Regions from separate parts of the Arabidopsis thaliana genome. Here region 2 is linked to region 1. The links are chromatin contacts, called in public ChIA-PET maps. All regions are on one chromosome and are shown on one strand. The core of a region is the stretch at or near the end of the contact, and the rest is flanking DNA. Distances in the headings are between cores, read along the strand shown.

Evidence for each region. ChIA-PET counts read pairs in DNA pulled down with a chosen protein or histone mark.
Region 2: an H3K4me3 ChIA-PET map of shoot shows a contact between it and region 1, with 10 read pairs. The contact joins the promoter of FBX2 here to the promoter of AT5G20950 in region 1. A contact is called at or near these places in 4 of 26 Hi-C or Micro-C datasets (callus, root, rosette leaf and 1 more) and 1 of 2 datasets of contacts at active chromatin or transcription factors (shoot).

Annotation. Positions count from the first base shown.
Region 1 is chr5:7,109,173-7,113,687 of TAIR10.1, reverse strand. AT5G20950 (Glycosyl hydrolase family protein) reads left to right here and starts at 2,235. Exons shown (of 10, transcript NM_180717.3): 1 at 2,235-2,492; 2 at 2,891-3,126; 3 at 3,219-3,423; 4 at 3,560-3,650; 5 at 3,749-3,891; 6 at 4,449-4,515. The coding sequence starts at 2,913.
Region 2 is chr5:7,144,763-7,149,277 of TAIR10.1, reverse strand. FBX2 (F-box protein 2) reads left to right here and starts at 2,001. Exons shown (of 2, transcript NM_001203423.1): 1 at 2,001-2,260; 2 at 2,489-4,401. The coding sequence starts at 2,601. The coding sequence ends at 4,220. It overlaps AT5G21050 (hyccin), which reads right to left and starts at 1,388. Exons shown (of 1, transcript NM_122113.1): 1 at 321-1,388. The coding sequence starts at 1,388. The coding sequence ends at 321. AT5G21060 (Glyceraldehyde-3-phosphate dehydrogenase-like family protein) reads left to right here. Exons shown (of 12, transcript NM_122114.3): 12 at 1-300. The coding sequence ends at 125.

The sequences.
Region 1 (4,515 bases), core at 986-3,485:
ATTTGATGTTTTGGTGACAAAATAAATAAATACCTACAAGATTCGTTGACAAAAAGGGATTAATCATCAATGTTTTGTCTATGCATTTATATGACAGCTTTGATCGATTGACAATGTGGTCAGCGATAGTGTAGTTTAAGATTCATACCGGCCAATCTTGTTTTTGCAGTTATTAAAAATCTGGATATATCCGAACAAAATAAATTAGTCATTTTTGTAACAATCATCAGTCGTATTGAGACCATAGTTTATCTTTTTCCGCCGATGTTGTCAAATTATTCATTTGTGTTACCGATTACGTTTTAAGATCACAATTGGTAGCATTTGGCTCTTGTAGCTTGTTTGCATGCTGAAGCAAAGGTATTTACTAGCAAGTACAAATATTTAAATGAAAAAAGTTCAAATATAATCAGCTGCGACATTAACCTTATCAGCCCATCAGAGTTTAGGTCAGGCCCATTAGGTGTTATCATAGACAAAATGTATAACAACTGTTTGCACTCAACAAGTCTACAGTTTAAAGTATCTCAGGTACACATTAACCTTAACACCAACAGCCCATCAGAGTTTAGGTTAGGCCCATTAGGAATTGTATGACACAATTCAAAAACATTTTTTTGCTCTTAAAAATCTCTCTCAAGAAAGTTGACATCTAGTCAAAATCAATATTCTTTTCTTTCGGTTTATGATTTGTAGGGGTAGTTTTTGGTTCGAATTCTCATTCTCTAGGGTATGCAATCCAAACAACTACATCTGATATATGAGAGAGAGACTTTGGTATTTACTTCTAATGCAGAGATCAATTTATGAATAAACTATAGAGAGTTTTGTCTTCTAATTCAGCTCTAACTTCTCTATACTGAAAACACCACTAATCTTTCATTGGAAAACAAAACTCTCTTGAAACCCAATGATCAACAAGGCAAATTAAATAATCAATAAATAAATAAATAAAACAAAGGAAAAAAATATCTGCAAGACTAATTGATTAATAAAACCATGCACATGCACTGGCTACAAAATGAAAACTACTTACTACAAACTTCCAAAAATCATCCTAAGAAAGATCAATAATCTATAAGAAAACAAATCACATTCAAAACCCATAAAATTCAAAGTTTATAAGAAATGAGATGTACTAGTCAAATAAAGCATCTCTATGTTATTCTCTATGTTTAAGAGTAAAGAAAGAGAGAGAGAGAGGAAAAAAAAAAGCGAGAAATTGTATCCGTTACAGAGATCTGAAAAGCAATATGAGACCGTTTGGAGTGTAACGTGCGTAACCTCCTGGGACCTTGCAAGCATCACGGTCTCCGATATGATCCACTCGAACGGGCCACAAATTGTTCATTTATATTATTATGTATGTATTTGTGATGATATTAGTATATATACAACTTGGTCGATTTGAAATTCTAGTAACAAAAGTTTTGTTATGTGATAGAACTTAGACGACTGAAACGACTTTTCCAAATATATATAGTATAGTTTGATTCTTAATAGTATAATTATTCGTACAGTTTTGCAGTGAAGAATGATTACATAAACGCTCTTAAAATAGAGCAAGATATTGTAAAACTATTTCGGATAACCAAAATATTTGTTTAGAGGTTTGCTTCTCAAGTTTCAATAATTAGTCGTCTTGTGATCTAAGATCTTGAATAGTTTAATTAACTTAACTACAATTTCGTAAAGCTTTTTGCTTTCATTGCTTAAAACTTGTAGACAAGAGATATTACTATTATCCTTGTGTCAATTTGTTTTTGAAAAAAACGTTGATATTAAGTCATGACATAATCGGCATCATGTGGTAGTCAAGACGTAATTGAGTGATATGTACCTTTGACTTGAGTGTACGTACGCCCACACTATTCGTGCCGATATTTACGACTCGTGTGACTTGTGATAGTGGATAATTCTATCTATCTAGATATGTTATTTCACGCTTTCTCTTATTTTAAACAAAATTAATGTAGACAATACTGATTTTGCTAAAGGGATTTTCATTTTGTTGGAGCCAACAATAACAACCGACAGAATATGATAAGTAACGAATTTTTTTTTTTGAAAGCCATAATATTTGGTAGTAGCAATTTTTTAAAAAATTTTTAAAAAGGGTTTAGCTAATATTTTTCCCATATTACAAGTTAGTTTATTTTTCTGTTAAAATGAAAAAGACAAAAACTTTTTTAATTTTTTTTTTGTCAAACCTATTATCATAGCAAAATATATAATTTTTTGTTCCAAATTTTTTTAAAAAATCGTTGGAAAATTTTGACCAAAAGAAATCTTGAAAAAAATAATGAGAAAAAGAGTGAAAAAGAAGAGCAACTTTTCAGTGTTATTAAAAAGAAGAGAGAGTAGCACGAAGAAGCAGCAGCAGCAGCACACTTCTCAAGATCTCTCTCTGTCTTTGTCATCACCACTCTATCGTCTACTAGAGGGAAGAGATCATCATTCTACAGTTTCAAGAAGATACCATTTCCAAGACTGTAAGCTTCTTCATCCTTTGCTTCTTCGTCTTCTCCAAATCCTTGTAACTTTTATTCCTATATTGTTTTCAAAAATCTCTTCGTCTGTTGCTTTAGTGTATGTTTCTTGTTTTCCCATTTGAACAACTAATCTGCGTCTGTCTTTCCTTTCTTCACCAGTTTGCTAATAAAGATCTGACTTTTCAAAACCAGTCAGTCTCTACCAAAAAAAAAAGATTTGATTTTTTCAGCTCTTTCATGTAAATGTAGCTTCTTGTACTGAAAGTTTTCAGATTTGGAAGTGTTTCAGTTTTAGATTCTTCTTTTCTCGAGTTGTTTCTTCCACTATATGATTTGATTTACAATGGAACAGTTCCTCTGACTAACAATAGCTTAGATCTGATTATCTGCACTTGTAGTGAAACTGTGGAAGAAGCAAAAATGGGGACTTTGAGTAAGGTGCTATGTCTCATGCTGCTTTGCTGTATCGTGGCTGCTGCTGAGGGTACTTTGAAGTACAAGGACCCAAAGCAGCCTTTGGGTGCAAGAATCAGAGATTTGATGAACCGTATGACTCTACAAGAGAAGATTGGTCAGATGGTTCAGATCGAACGCAGCGTCGCTACACCTGAAGTCATGAAGAAATACTTCATTGGTAAGAAGAAAATGAGCTTGGAGGAATTATTGTCTGTTAAGTGTTCGATATATTGTTTAAATGAGTGGACTTTGTTGGGTTTTGGTGTGTAGGGAGTGTTTTGAGTGGTGGAGGAAGTGTGCCCTCGGAAAAAGCTACTCCTGAAACTTGGGTGAACATGGTCAATGAGATTCAAAAGGCGTCTCTTTCGACCCGCCTTGGGATCCCTATGATCTACGGGATTGATGCTGTTCACGGTCACAACAATGTGTATGGCGCCACCATTTTCCCGCACAATGTAGGCCTTGGAGTCACCAGGCAAGTAGTTGTCATAGAAAGCCTTAACTCTGGTTATCACAAACTTGAAACGACTTTGTTCTTGTTGGAATTGGTCTGTTTTATATAGCTATGATACTGAACAACTTTATGTTTGTGTTTTTGACTAATCTCTTAGGGATCCTAACCTTGTTAAGAGGATTGGGGCAGCAACCGCGCTTGAAGTCAGAGCGACTGGAATCCCATATGCCTTTGCCCCGTGTATTGCAGTAAGTATAATGAAGCTATCTAGTTTGAAGTTGTTGCAGAAAACTGATTAAGAAACGTGTATGCTTAATATTTCTGCAATGTGGATATGCTTTGACAGGTTTGTAGGGATCCAAGATGGGGAAGATGCTACGAGAGCTACAGCGAGGATTATAGAATTGTCCAACAGATGACTGAGATTATACCCGGTTTGCAAGGCGACCTTCCTACCAAGCGAAAGGGTGTTCCCTTTGTTGGTGGAAAGTAAGTAATTTTGCCTGTAATTAATCTTCCTTCTGTGATATGTTTATAGATAGTCACTAGGAGAATTTTAAAACTACTTTTATGAAGATACAATTAAGGCAAGAACTCATGTTAACTTGCTTTCTTTTTCGATTACATTTGGGTATGATTTGAATTGATTCTGTATGTTGAGTCAATGATCAGAGTGGGGAAAATCATCAGGTCATGCTCACGCGTGCTTTCATTGAGAAAGTGGTGGTCAATTTTCCAAGTGCAAAGCCTGTCTGGCAATGAATGACTGGCCAACCCATGTGATACGTTTTAAGTCTATCTATCTATTGTAGGTTCAGACAGGTTCTTAAAGAGTCGTGGTTTGAATTTTCTGCCACTGTAGGGACCAGTGTGAACTTATTACTATCTTTCACATGTGAGGGAGATAAAATGAGCTTATTTCTCGTTGAAACTATAAGTATATTGTTTGACTAGATTCATTTCAGTCATAACTTAATTAATGCATTAGTGAATGATACGAACACAAATCCCATTTACTTACCGAAATGAGTTTGTGACTATTACAGGACAAAAGTTGCAGCTTGTGCAAAGCATTTTGTTGGAGATGGAGGTACAGTGAGAGGAATTGATGAG
Region 2 (4,515 bases), core at 752-3,251, 36 kb before region 1:
TAGAGATATATAGCCGTTGCTACAAGGAGCAGCCTTTGGTGATTCAAGGTGCCGGAGCCGGGAACGACACAACTGCAGCCGGTGTTCTTGCAGACATCATCGACTTGCAGGATCTTTTTCACTGAGAGGAGGCTGTGGTATTTAGTTTTTATCAAAATAATAATAACACAATTCATAATTGATCTCTTCTCTGATCTTGTCAAGGCAGAAAATTAGCCAACAAGAACGTGGCCTCTCCTTAACATTACCAAAAAGAGATTTTTTTTTTTTTTGCTGGTTGTTTAAAAGAAAGCGTTGACTAAATAAATAACAAAACGGGGTCAAACGGAGAGAACGGTGTCGTTTGATAGCTCAGTGTGATCGATTTGATTCTTGGGATCAAGAGCCATCTCACGGAGCCGAAGAAGACTTCCGGTAGCCAAAATCGCCTTCGGATTTATATCATGCAGAGATCGGAGATACAAACTCTGACAAGCTTTATTCGCCGCCTCAGATAACTCCCTATCTTCCATTTTGAGCCCAAGGAGACAATGCCCTAAGATCCTCAAAATCGGTTGGAGAAGCTCCCATGGCAATGGAATCCTTCCACTATCTCTCTCAGATCTTCCTCCAATAGCAACATTCTCTTCCTCTCTCCACGAATCATCGCTCAAAGTCGGAATCACAGCCCGTGAAGATTGCTCCGTTTCTCCGTTTTGCCCCGCCCATTTCTCACACGATTCACAGAAATTAAGCTTAGATTCGCGTGGCATTTTCGAGATTTTGCTATAGTAAAGCTCCAACGCGACTCCGACGATCCTCGCGCGGCGCGTGGATCTAACCGTCCCGTGTGGATCTAACGTGGAGGAGATCACAGCGATGTTGAGGCACGTTGAGTTGTTGTTCCTTGTGAGACCTTTGGATTCATGGTAAATGCTTGGATATGAGAGATCTGGAATGTTGACGGTTATTGCTTGACCGGCACGTGAGGTTGTTTCGTGCGCGTAGAGAGCGAGTAAAACGGCTTCGAATCCGGCTTGTGGTTGACGGAGAGGGACACGAGAGAGGTAGAGACCAGCGATTAAAGGAACGAATCGGAGGACGAGAAGCTGAAGCGATGGTTCCGCGGATTGGAATGTGTCGTAGAGCCAACGGCAGAGGTTGTTATCTCCGGCGCCTGAATCGGGACGTAGGAGGAGAGAGGAGATCGCGGTGGAGACGGCTTCATCGTCGAGGAGGATGGTTATTGTGGAAGGGATGTTTGTGTTTGTGACGATCGTGGATAAGGATTGGATTGCTGTTTGACATTTTGTGTTGGATTCTGATTCGTTGTTGGTCACTGTGGTTTCTGAATCTCCGGTGATCGCCGGAGAAGGTGGTGAGTCATGGCTTGAGGAAGAATCAGACATTTTGGGGAAGATGATGATCGCTTCTGAGAGAGTAGAGGTGAAAAATATGGAAATTTTGAAAACTTTGAGAAAATTACGCAGCAAAAATAGAATCAAATAAAAGTAAACCAAATTATGGGCTTGATAGTTATGGGCTAGAAGCCCAAATTAAATTTGATCTTTATCCCGTGTATTTAGATGGGTCATTTCACACCGAAACTTTTCAAGTTATCTCATGAACGTGACCGTTTCAAAGACATCATGTGCATCCTCAATAGTCGCTTGTGTGTATCGGAGACAAAGGGGCTAACCCAAGTGATATGGTCGTTAGATTCTTCAGGCGGCAACAAGCCATGGAACAAATTATGTTCGATAGATCTCACAAAAACTCTTTCTTTGTCCACTTCCCTCTGGCGCCAATAGCATTATTGGACAAGAATAAGCTATTGCTTCAAGGTCATGGTTGCATGGAAGAACATGTGATATATGATCTCCATGCAAAATCTTACTCTTACTAGAAAAAGCGTATTTACAACTAAAAATCACTTATTGTGGAATTTTGAAAACTTTGAGAATATAACGCAGCAAAAATAGGATCAATCTTATATAATAAAACAAAGATATACATGTGTTGTAGCTGCTCATATCGTACGATCTGGACGCTTGATTTGTTTTTCGATCGGACGGTTAGTATAGCACCGTCCGGGGACCATAAAAAAAAAACAAATTGGCAATAATGTTTTTTTTTTTACATTGTTTGATGCTTGGTTGGTTTTGGACCTTTTGGTTCTCCATCTTCAAAATCTCATCAATCCGATTAGAGAAATTAGGGCAACGTAATTTTGGCGAAAATCCTCTCTCTGTTACGAATAGATTGTTTTTGATTACTAAAGGTACTAACTTTTCTCGATTCCGCTTGCTTGTTTTAGCTTTCATCTCTGTTTCTAGGGATTTATCGTTGTTCCTCTGTTTCGTTTTAGCTAACATTTACGAATCTCTTCGTTTTTCTTTGTTTATGATGTGTTGGTCTGATTGTTATCGATTTTTGGGGGTAAAAATTTGTATTTTGTTTAATCTGGTTTGGTTCTATTGATGAATCGTTTTTCTCGTTTATCTTCAAGCTTAGCTGGATTCGTCTCTGGTGCTGTAGATTTTCGAGATCCGGTCAGAGTCGTTCGTGAAAAGCTCCTTGTTTAAGTGTTACGGGCTACATCGGACGCTGACTGGCTTTTCATGGAATTTGAGTGCCAAGAGAGACTTGAAGCTGCGAACGATCAAAGAAGTGAGTCTGGTCTTTTGAATACCGATTTGAGAATAGGTAATGATGGGTCTGTTGAGATTCCAAATGTGAAGTTGTGTTGTCAGAAAAAGAAGGGAACTTTAGTGCCCAGTGGCTCGAAACAGTTACTCTCTGACAAGGATTTGTCTACTACCATTATTGATTTACCTCAGGCATTGATATCTGAGATTCTTAATTGCCTTGACCCAAAAGAGTTGGGTCTAGTGTCTTGTGTTTCAACTTATCTGCATAGGTTAGCATCTGAGCATCACGCTTGGAAGGAGTTCTATCGTGAGAGATGGGGACTCCCTGTAGTTTTCGGAGCTGCAAGTTCAGGGCTTTCTGATGAGAGATCATGGAAAGATCTGTTTGTTGAAAGGGAATTTAGGAGTAGGACCTTTTTAGGACGTTATAGTATTGATACTCTGTATGGTCACACTGAAGCAGTCCGGACTGTTTTTCTCTTAGCTTCTGCCAAGCTCGTTTTCACTTCTGGATATGATTCCATTGTTCGGATGTGGGACATGGAAGAAGGCTTGTCTATTGCGGCATCTAAACCTCTCGGTTGTACGATTAGGGCACTTGCTGCTGATACAAAGCTGTTGGTAGCTGGCGGTACTGATGGATTCATTCATTGCTGGAAATCACTGGATGGTCTCCGGAACCTGTTTGATCTCACAGGTTTTCAGAAAGAGAAGACTGAGTTTCGGCTATGGGGACATGAGGGTCCTATTACATCTCTTGCCCTGGACATGACAAGTATCTTTAGCGGTTCATGGGATATGTCTGTTCGTATATGGGATCGATCTTCAATGAAGTGTGTCAAAACCTTGAGGCATAGTGATTGGGTTTGGGGACTTGCACCTCATGAAACCACCCTCGCTAGCACGTCAGGTTCTGATGTATATATTTGGGACGTTAGCAGTGAGACTCCATTGGCGATCATCCCTGATGCTCATGAGGGTACCACTTACTCTTTGGCAAGAAGCCATACTGGGGATTTCCTGTTTACTGGTGGAGAAGATGGAGGGATTAAAATGTTTGAGATCAGAAGATACGGTAGTGAAACAAGCGTTGTACTTATATCTCAATGGATGCCTCACACTAGTCCTGTCTACTCTCTTTCTTTTGAGTTTCCTTGGCTTGTCTCAGCATCCGGTGACGGTAAACTCGCACTTATCGACGTTAGGAAACTGTTAAAAACTAACCGTTGTGCCTATTCCAAAAGGATTTCTTCGAGTACTGTGGAACCGCCACAACGAATGCTGCACGGGTTCGGGTCAAACTTGTTCTCTGTGGACGTGGGTTATGACCGTATAGTGTGTGGAGGTGAAGAAGGCACAGTCCGGATATGGAACTTCACACAAGCATTGGAGATAGAGCGAAGGACCCGAGCTCTGAAAGGAATGAGGCATGAGAATAGGATGAGACGAAGGAGAATGCAAATGGAGATGAACGCAAAGAATGGAAGGCCTGACCAATGCTCCATTGCTGCTCATAAGAACCCCATCAATGGAGAAAGGAACCGAGCCTGGCATAGTAAACGAAGAGCAAGCGGGAAGGCGAAGGCCTAAGCGATAAGATTGGATTTATCTTTAATACATTTAGTAAAGCAATTTTATAACCTTGACACATGTTGGCTTTAACTTTTAAGCTATCAGAGTTGGGTCTTTATGATTGGTGGAAAATGAGAAAATTGGCTTTTAGTTCATATATTTTGGAAGCTTTTAGTATGAAAAAATGCAAGAGATTCCTCGAAGGTTCACTAACTTCTAACTGAATTTCAAAATCTTACAATACAACAAACATAGTAATATTTTTCAAGTTCAAAAACAAGAAAACGAAAAATATAAACAAAAAAGGAAGTTC